Linked DNA regions of Danio rerio: region 1 is linked to region 2. The links are chromatin contacts, called in public HiCAR-type maps. All regions are on one chromosome and are shown on one strand. The core of a region is the stretch at or near the end of the contact, and the rest is flanking DNA. Distances in the headings are between cores, read along the strand shown. Region 1 holds the start of cldn11a (claudin 11a). Region 2 holds the start of eif5a2 (eukaryotic translation initiation factor 5A2).

What was found. HiCAR-type assays count read pairs that join an accessible place to other places.
Region 1: a contact with region 2 is called in a HiCAR-type map of caudal fin, with 7 times the contacts expected there. The contact joins the promoter of cldn11a here to the promoter of eif5a2 in region 2. A contact is called at or near these places in 6 of 18 Hi-C or Micro-C datasets (caudal fin, embryo, fibroblasts and 2 more) and 3 of 4 datasets of contacts at active chromatin or transcription factors (caudal fin, embryo and gastrula embryo).

The regions. Positions count from the first base shown.
Region 1 is chr2:29,337,954-29,342,185 of GRCz12tu, forward strand. It overlaps cldn11a (claudin 11a), which reads right to left and starts at 1,317. Exons shown (of 3, transcript NM_001002624.1): 1 at 946-1,317. The coding sequence starts at 1,171.
Region 2 is chr2:29,175,259-29,179,285 of GRCz12tu, forward strand. It overlaps eif5a2 (eukaryotic translation initiation factor 5A2), which reads left to right and starts at 1,742. Exons shown (of 5, transcript NM_213262.1): 1 at 1,742-1,927; 2 at 2,915-3,103; 3 at 3,215-3,319; 4 at 3,445-3,576. The coding sequence starts at 2,936. slc2a2 (solute carrier family 2 member 2) reads left to right here. Exons shown (of 11, transcript NM_001042721.1): 11 at 1-428.

The sequences.
Region 1 (4,232 bases), core at 67-2,566, 160 kb after region 2:
TATGAAACAAAGATTATTGAAATGTGTTTTGCAAAAAAAGTGCTTTTACAGTTTTCGACATTAACTCTTTCAATTGAGTTCAAGGTATTATTAGCTTTTGAATTGTTTGTGAAATTGTCTAGATTCTGCTCTAATAATTTAATCTGTAAACTTTAACTTTAAACTTCAATTATACAAAAATAAATAAAACTTTAAAAACAATTCATATTATATTAATATAGCCTAATATTTTTATTTTATTACAATCAAGAGTGGATTTAGTGACTTGGGGTCCTAAACAATTACAGCCAGGGGGCCAAAATATCTAAAATGCACCTTGTGTACTTTTTGTGTCGATTTTTTATTTTGTTGTGTTTTTTATATAATTCGATATCAATTTCTACATTGTATCATAATGTAAAATAGTAATAACATGTCAAGCACCTTGTAAAATGTTTTAAAACGATTTGTTTTCTTAAGATGAATTCACAACTAAACCTGCTAAATAATAAACTATTTCGTTTTTAAAACTAACTCTATACTAATTAGACCACAAGACTGCTCCATGATTAAAGAAAGGGGACACATTTGCCCAGATGTAATTACATTTATTCAACAACAATTACGTCAAAATAAAAAAATTTTAGACCCTCTCCGTACAAAATATGATAGAAAGTATGTTATATCTAATTTATACTATCATGTATACTTATTTGGAGACCCTCAGATTTACTGGCGCCCTTAAGCGGCCGCTTACCTTGATTATTGCTTAAATCCGCCCCTGATTACAATAAACATGCCACTACTTAGCACTTTTCATTGGCATTTTATCTTTATTCTAACAAATAAGAAAACAGCTTTGTCTTTTACGGTTTTCAATCTTGGTAAGAAATTAATAAAATAGATAAACTCTTAAGAAGTATCTTTGTTTTTGTTTTGTTTTTTGTTGTTTTTTTTCAGACGTACCTGGAAGCTCGAGAATCTGCGTGAGTGTGATGCAGTGATAAAGCGCAGTTGAGATCACACAGTCTGCCCACAACCCCTTGGCCTCCAGTTCATCCATCTTCCTGCAGGTGTTCATTTGATATTTACAGGTGAAGACCCATTCGTTAGTGGCAGTGGCGACGATTAGCCCGATCCAGCCGAGAAAACTCATCACAAAACCCGTGAACTGTAAGCAAGTATTGGCCATGGTGTACAGTGTGCGCAAAAAAAGTGTCCAACAGGCAAAAAAAAGTCCACTTTTAAACAATCTGTTGATCTAAAGCCAAACAAGTTAACTTGGTAGAATAAATCAGATGATGGTATCCAGGCGTGTTAATCCATTGTGTAAAAAGTGATGATGAGTTGTAGATCCTGATTGCGCGCAGTTTTCTGAGTTGATATAATAAGAGAGTCCCGTTAGTTGAGCGATTTATATTGTAGACACAAAAAACGTCAGCCAATCACAGGACAAGAGGCAAACACCAAGGTTACTCCTTATCCCTCGTTTCACGTCATTCTCCTGTTTTCCCCTAAGGTTATTGTCTGTAATGTAGCCGGCTAAAGAATACATGAAGAACGTGTAAAAGTGACGAATTGCTTTATTTACAGACCACTCCTCAAAAGTGCGAGTTTGAATTGACTAAATGTTAGAGTTTTGTTTTCTCAGGTGGTTTTTGATAGTCCAGCAGCACCTCTGAGTGAAGCTGAATATTTGATGTATGCTGCCCTCTGGTGGCTTATTTCTCAGGTTGTTTAAGTATAAAAATCAAAGTAACACATTTAGTTTTGTTTTAAATGAACTCAGATAGATCACCCAAAAAACTGATAATTCTGTCATCATCGTTTTCTCTCTCCTGTTCAAAACACAAAAAAGAAGATATTTTAAAGAAAGCTGGAAACCTGTAACCATTGACTTCATTAGTATTTGTTTTTCCTAAGCCAGGGAATGTCCAAGCTTGGTCCTTGAGGGCCGGTTTCCTGCTAATTTTAGCTCCAATTTGCTTCAACACACCTCCCTGGAAGTTTCTAATATACCTAGAAAGAGCTTGATTAGCTGGTTCAGGTGTGTTTACTTGGAGTTGTCCTTAGCCGATAGTTACAGGTTTTTAGCTTTCTTCAAAATATCTTGTTTTGTGTTTAACAGAAGAAAGAAACTCATAACAGTTTATAAACACTTGAAAGTGACGAAATAGTGAGAACAATATAATTTTGCTTGGGAACTGTCCCTTTAAGATTGTAATATGTTAATTTTCCCTCTAATGCTGCTTGCTATGCGCATATTTAAATGTTCCCACTGAAGATTTTTTTGCTGTTATTATGTAAATCAAACATAGAGAGTATTTTTGTAGACAAGAAAACACTATTTCAGTTTATTTTTACCAAACTTTAACATTTAATTACTGCTGATTGTTTTAAATGTGGCGACGCAGTGGTGCAGTAGGTCAGTTGGCATTTTTTGTGTGAAGTTTGCAAGTTCTCTTTGCGTTTGCGTGGGTTTCCTCAGGGTGCTCTGGTTTCCCCCACAGTCCAAAGACGTGTGGTACAGGTGAAATGGGTAAACTAAATTGGCCATAGTATATGTGTGTGAATGTGTATGGATGTTTCCCAGAGATGGGTTGCACCTGGAAGGGCATCCACTGTTGACAACATATGCTGGATAAGTTGGAGGTTCATTCCGCTGTGGAGACACCAAATAAATAAAAGAACTTAGCCGAAAATGAATGAATGAATGAATGAATTATTAATTAATTAGTTTTAATTGTTGAACATTTCAAGAGACAAGCCTCGTCTGAAAGTTTGAAGTAGTTTTAAAGTTCAAATAATTGAAGTAGTTTTAAACAGTTGGCATAGAAAGGGATAACATATATGTTAGCATGTTTTTTTCAGTTTTCAGTTCTGAGTGGATGCTAAGGTGTTGCTAATTGGTTGTTAGGGTGTTCTGAATGGTTACTAATGTGTTGCTTGGGTGTTCAGAGTGGTTGCTAGGTGGTTGTTAAGGCCTTGCTAGGGTGTTTTAACTGGTTGTTAAGGCGTTGCTAGACGGTTGCTAAGGTGTTCTAAATGGTTGATAGGCGACTGCTAAGATTTTGCTAAGCGCTTGCTAGGGTATTCGAGGTTGCTGTTAATGTATTGCTAAATGATTGCTAGGGTATTCTGAGTGGTTGATAGGTGGTTGCTAGGTTGTGCCTATGCCATTGCTAGTGTGTTCTGAGTAGCTGCTAAGGCATTGCTAGGGTGTTTTACGTGGTTGCTAGGGTGTTCTGAGTGGTTGCTAAGGCGTTGCTAGGTAGAAGCAAAGATGTTGCTAGGTGGTTGCAAAGGCATTGCTAGGTGGTTGCTAAGGTATGGCTAGGCGGTTAATAAGGTGTTGCCAGGTGGTTGCTAGGGTGTTCTTAATGGCTGTTTAGACATTGCTAGTCAGTTGCTAAGGTGTTTTGAGTGATTGCTAGGCATTTGTTAAGGTTTTGCTAAGTGGTTGCTAGGGCGTTCCAGGTAGCTGTTAAGGTGTTGCTAGGTGGTTGTAAGGGTGTTCTGAGTGGTTGCTAAGCGTTGCTAGGTAGTTGCTAAGGCGTTGCTAGGTTGTTCTGAGTGGTTGCTAAGGTGTTCTGAGTGGCTGTTAAGGCATTGCTAGGTAGTTGCTGAGGTGTTATGAGTGGTTGAAAGGCGGTTGCTAAGGTTTTGCTAAGCAGTAGCTAGGGTGTTCTAGGTTGCTCTTAAGGTGTTGCTTGGTGGTTGCTAGGGTATACTGAGTGGTTGATATGTGGTTGCTAAGATGTTGCTACTTGGTTGCTAGGGTGTTCTGAGTGGTTGCTTAGGTGTTGCTAGGCAGTGGCTTAGGTGTTGCTTGGTAGTTGCTAAGGCATTGCTAGGTTGTTCTGAGTGGTTGCTAATGTGTTACTTGGTGGTTGCTAAGGTGTTGGTAGGCTGTTGCTAGGGTGTTCTGAGTGGTTAAGGTGTTGCTAGGCAGTTACTATGGTGTTCTAACTGCCTAGGGGTTGCTAGGGTGCTCCAGGTAGCTGTTAAGGTATTGCTAGGTGGTTGCTAGAGTATTCTGAGTGGTTGATAGGCGGTTGGTGGGGTGTTCTGAGCAGTTGCTAAGGCGTTGCTAGGGTGTTTTATGTGGTTTCTAAGATGTTGCTAGGTGATTGCTAGGGTGTTCTGAGTGGTTGCTAAGGCATTTCTAGGCAGCGGCTAAGGTGTTGCTAGGTAGTTGCTAAGGCATTGCTAGGCAGTTACTATGGTGTTCTGAGTATTTGCTAGGCGGTTGC
Region 2 (4,027 bases), core at 492-2,991:
TTTTTTTTTTTTAAACTGCTTTTATTGTAGCCAAAATAAAACATATAAGACTTTCTCTAGAAGAAAAGAATGATCAGACATACTGTGAAAATTTCCTCGCTCTCATTTTGGAAATATTTAAAAACCAAAAAAATGTGTAAAAATTAATGGGGGCTAATAATTCTATTTTTAACTGTATATGACACAAACGAAGATTATACAAAATTTATACATTAAATATTCCATGTGAGTGATATGATACTTGAAATTAACTATTGAAGTGCTGTAACAGCTGAAGTAAATTATTCTAATTATTCAACTACCTAAGCTAGATATCTAAAAAAATAATCTGAAGACGATTTGAAAATATTTTTTGTACATTTGATGCTATTGAAATTCTTGAAGTGTTATATTTAATACATATAGAATAAATAAATAAAAATTGAAAATTCAGTGGTGAGCCCTAAAGCCCTAAATTTGTGTTGTCATTTCATGTGTTTTTCAATTATATATACCATACAAAAGTTTGATTAGTGTCAAAGTACCTGGAAAGCGTCTGCAAATTGCAGTATATTACTATTTACCTAACATTTGATTTAAGGTTGATTAGTGTTTTGAAATGAGTCTCCTCAAATATTTTTTTTAATTATGCAAGAAAGAATATTTACAAACATATAATAAGAACAAAGAGAAAAAGAAGGGTTACATAAATAAAATTCCAGCAAATTAAACAAGTTTAAATGTTTTTCTCCAAGAAAAAGTTTTACATGCAATATATGTATTAGTCTTTTAAGGAGATGATTTATAAATCAAAATACTTTTTGAAAATACAAAGTAAAGTTTTTTTTTTTTTTTTTTTTTTTGAAAATGTACATTTATGGATGTAAAATTTAGCCAGAAAAGCAATAAATTAATAATAAATTTACTATGAGAAGGATCTTAGCTCAGAGAGTAAGCAAAAAATTAATTTTTGGGGGAAATACAAAAGTTTGGAAATGAGAGTTTATTTATGAAATTGGAAAGGTCAACCCAAAACACTTTACAGTAAGTGCACTGCAACAATGAAGGATTTAGTATTTCATAATATTGAGCACAAAATAAGCATTTAGAGGAAATATTGTTATTAAATTTAGCTAGTTTAGTTTTTATTAGGTAACAGTTATACATAATTTTAATTGAGACCTCGATAGCGTTATAAAAATATAAATAAACTTTTTTTTTTTCAGAAGAAGCCAAAACTGTTCCTAATCGATGTTATCAAATATATTATTCCAAGATCTCTTCGAACATTTAAACAGTAAATAGTGTTACGTATGACGTAATCAAAACAGTGATACTTTATATCTTGCCTTTGCCTTAGATGTTTTAGAAATCCTTCTTGGTGCTTAAGAAACAAATAATATCCCATACCATCATTTTGGCAACTGAAACGCAATATTGGCGTTTATTAAACTATAAAGCAAAAAAGAGAAAATGTTGACTAACATACTCTCATTATCCATTTCAGTATTGTCAGGTCAGGAGAAGTTGCCACGTGTTTTCAGTAATAAATGTACTTTTTTATCAAAATATTTTTACAAAATTTCTTTACCAAAACAAATGCTTTGGGGTTTTAATACGATGACTTCAACCTTTGTACAATTTCATGAATGGTTTTGGGTTTCATAATAAGTGTCCCGCTTAAATTTGCCACTGCGCAGCTGAAGCAGTTTCTCCTCGTGCATGTGAAACTCGTTGCAGTAAAGGTGCACGCACGCGCATGCGCAGGTCTCTCCGTCTTTTGTTGGAAGGGAATGACTGGCGTTTTTAATGCTCTCCGCTCCAGCATCGCTACATTTCTAGTCGAATCCTCTGAATAAAGTACAGAGGCCGGATTCAACTCTTGAAGAGGATTTGGTGATTGAAGACGGTGTGCCGAAGCGGTCGATTGTGTGATCAGAGCGTTTGGGTGTGGAGTTGTTTTATTTTTTTCCATGTGTGTCAAGCTGATGCAAAGCTAACGTTAGACGGCCTGACAAAAGTTCTAGGTTCAGATTAACATCTCCGCTTACTTCGTAATAAATGACGGGCCAAAAAATAGGTTTTGTTCTCGAACTAAAGCGACGTTTATAGGTTTTATGAAATAATAAAGATCGTTTCAATGAATCGGGCAACTCCGTAGCGTTAGTTCCGGTTAACTTTGTGTGCCGCTGGAAAGTGAGTCATTCATCCAGCTAAACTCTCTTAGACGACTCGATTCAACGTAAACGAGTTTGTAACGAATAGATTTGTTTATATTTACAAGAACGTTAGTAATTGCGTGTATTTATGCGTGTACTTCGTCAACGTTTTTGTTACGCTAGCCTGTTATAGCTCTTCAGCTAGGTCACATGTGTTAGCCTTCAACTTGCTCTGTTAAATCTATTCAACTTACAAGTTACCGGGCAAATTAATCATTTCTATAAACGCTTTGGTAACGTTAAGCAGCTAACTTAATGTTTTACCTCGCTTGACGAGATAGCCATTATGGTTTTTTTTACGAAAAACGTCGTTGTGGTTAATCCAAGCTAACTTGATAGTCAAAGTTTGTTTTTTTGTTTGTTTGTTTTTTTTTTTTACCTCAATTGTAAACGTTTTGGGAAAACTTGATATTTGTGTTTCACAGAGCAAAGGTGCTACAGGTTTGATACGACACGTGTATGAGCAAACGATGATTCATCCACATTTGAATGAAATCTTCCATTAGGAGCTCTAAAAACGTTCTGTTTTTGTAATTGCACTGTATGGCTTCTTTTCATTTTAAAACATGGTACCTTGGAATACAATGTACAAAAACATTATCTAACTTATGTCGAAGTACTATCATGGCAATACCTTCTGTTCTCCACTACATGTGCCATGTGCTCTTTCATGTGCAAGCACATGCTGGTGATAACACCATGTTTTCTCTGCACAGAAACTTCTTCGATAACCCATCATGGCTGATCTGGATACTGATTTCACCAGTGGAGATGCTGGAGCTTCCCTGACCTTTCCCATGCAGTGCAGTGCCCTGCGGAAGAACGGCTTTGTGGTGCTCAAGGGACGTCCATGCAAAATTGTGGAGATGTCTACCTCCAAGACTGGCAAGCATGGACATGCCAAGGTGTCGTATTAATAAACTTACTGCCAAAAGCTTTTGATCGAAGGCCAAAAGTCATGACCCATGCATATTATCAAACTTGTAATCATTATTAATACTTCATTTCATTGCCAGGTGCACATGGTTGGAATTGACATATTTACTGGAAAGAAAAATGAAGATATCTGTCCCTCCACCCACAACATGGACGTTCCTAACATCAAGAGACAGGATTACCAAGTGAGTTCTAACAAATTTAACAGTTTTTTTTAATTATTATTATTCCACAATGGAAGCATCTACATTTGATTTGCTGTGGCATTTTAAATAATGTGCTTTTTTCTCCCTGCTTTCCTATTGCAAAGTTGGTTGGCATTATCGATGGTTACCTTTCCCTTATGAAGGACAATGGAGACTTGCGTGATGACCTCAAGCTGCCTGAAGGCGATCTGGGCAAAGAAATAGAGAGCAAATTTGAATCTGGAGATGAATTTCTGGTTTGTAACTTTGCTTTCAGATTTATGTCTAACCTGAGCTAATTTTTAAAAAAAAAATTATTGAAGATATACTTAAGATTAAGACCATTTAAATCCTAGCAATCCTTTGTTGAAATAAAAACTGAGCATCTGTTTAAAAAGATGCTTTCATGTGTTTAATTCAAAAGTCATTTACATTCTAGAACTCATAATTTTAAGTTGTAAAGCCCAAATTTTCCCTAAATTTCTAACGCTTCTCTTGGAAATTCACAAAATAGCTGTGGCTTCAGAGGAATTTAATAGCATTAGGTAGTTCATTTATGTAATGTTATATTGCTTAAGCCTGCCTCATTGAAGACTAAAAAACACACCATTTAGATTGGAATTCTAATACTGCATATTCATTAAGATAACCATTATTGATGTACATGTGTATGAACTGCATATTAAATGTGTAAGAAGCAAGGAAACA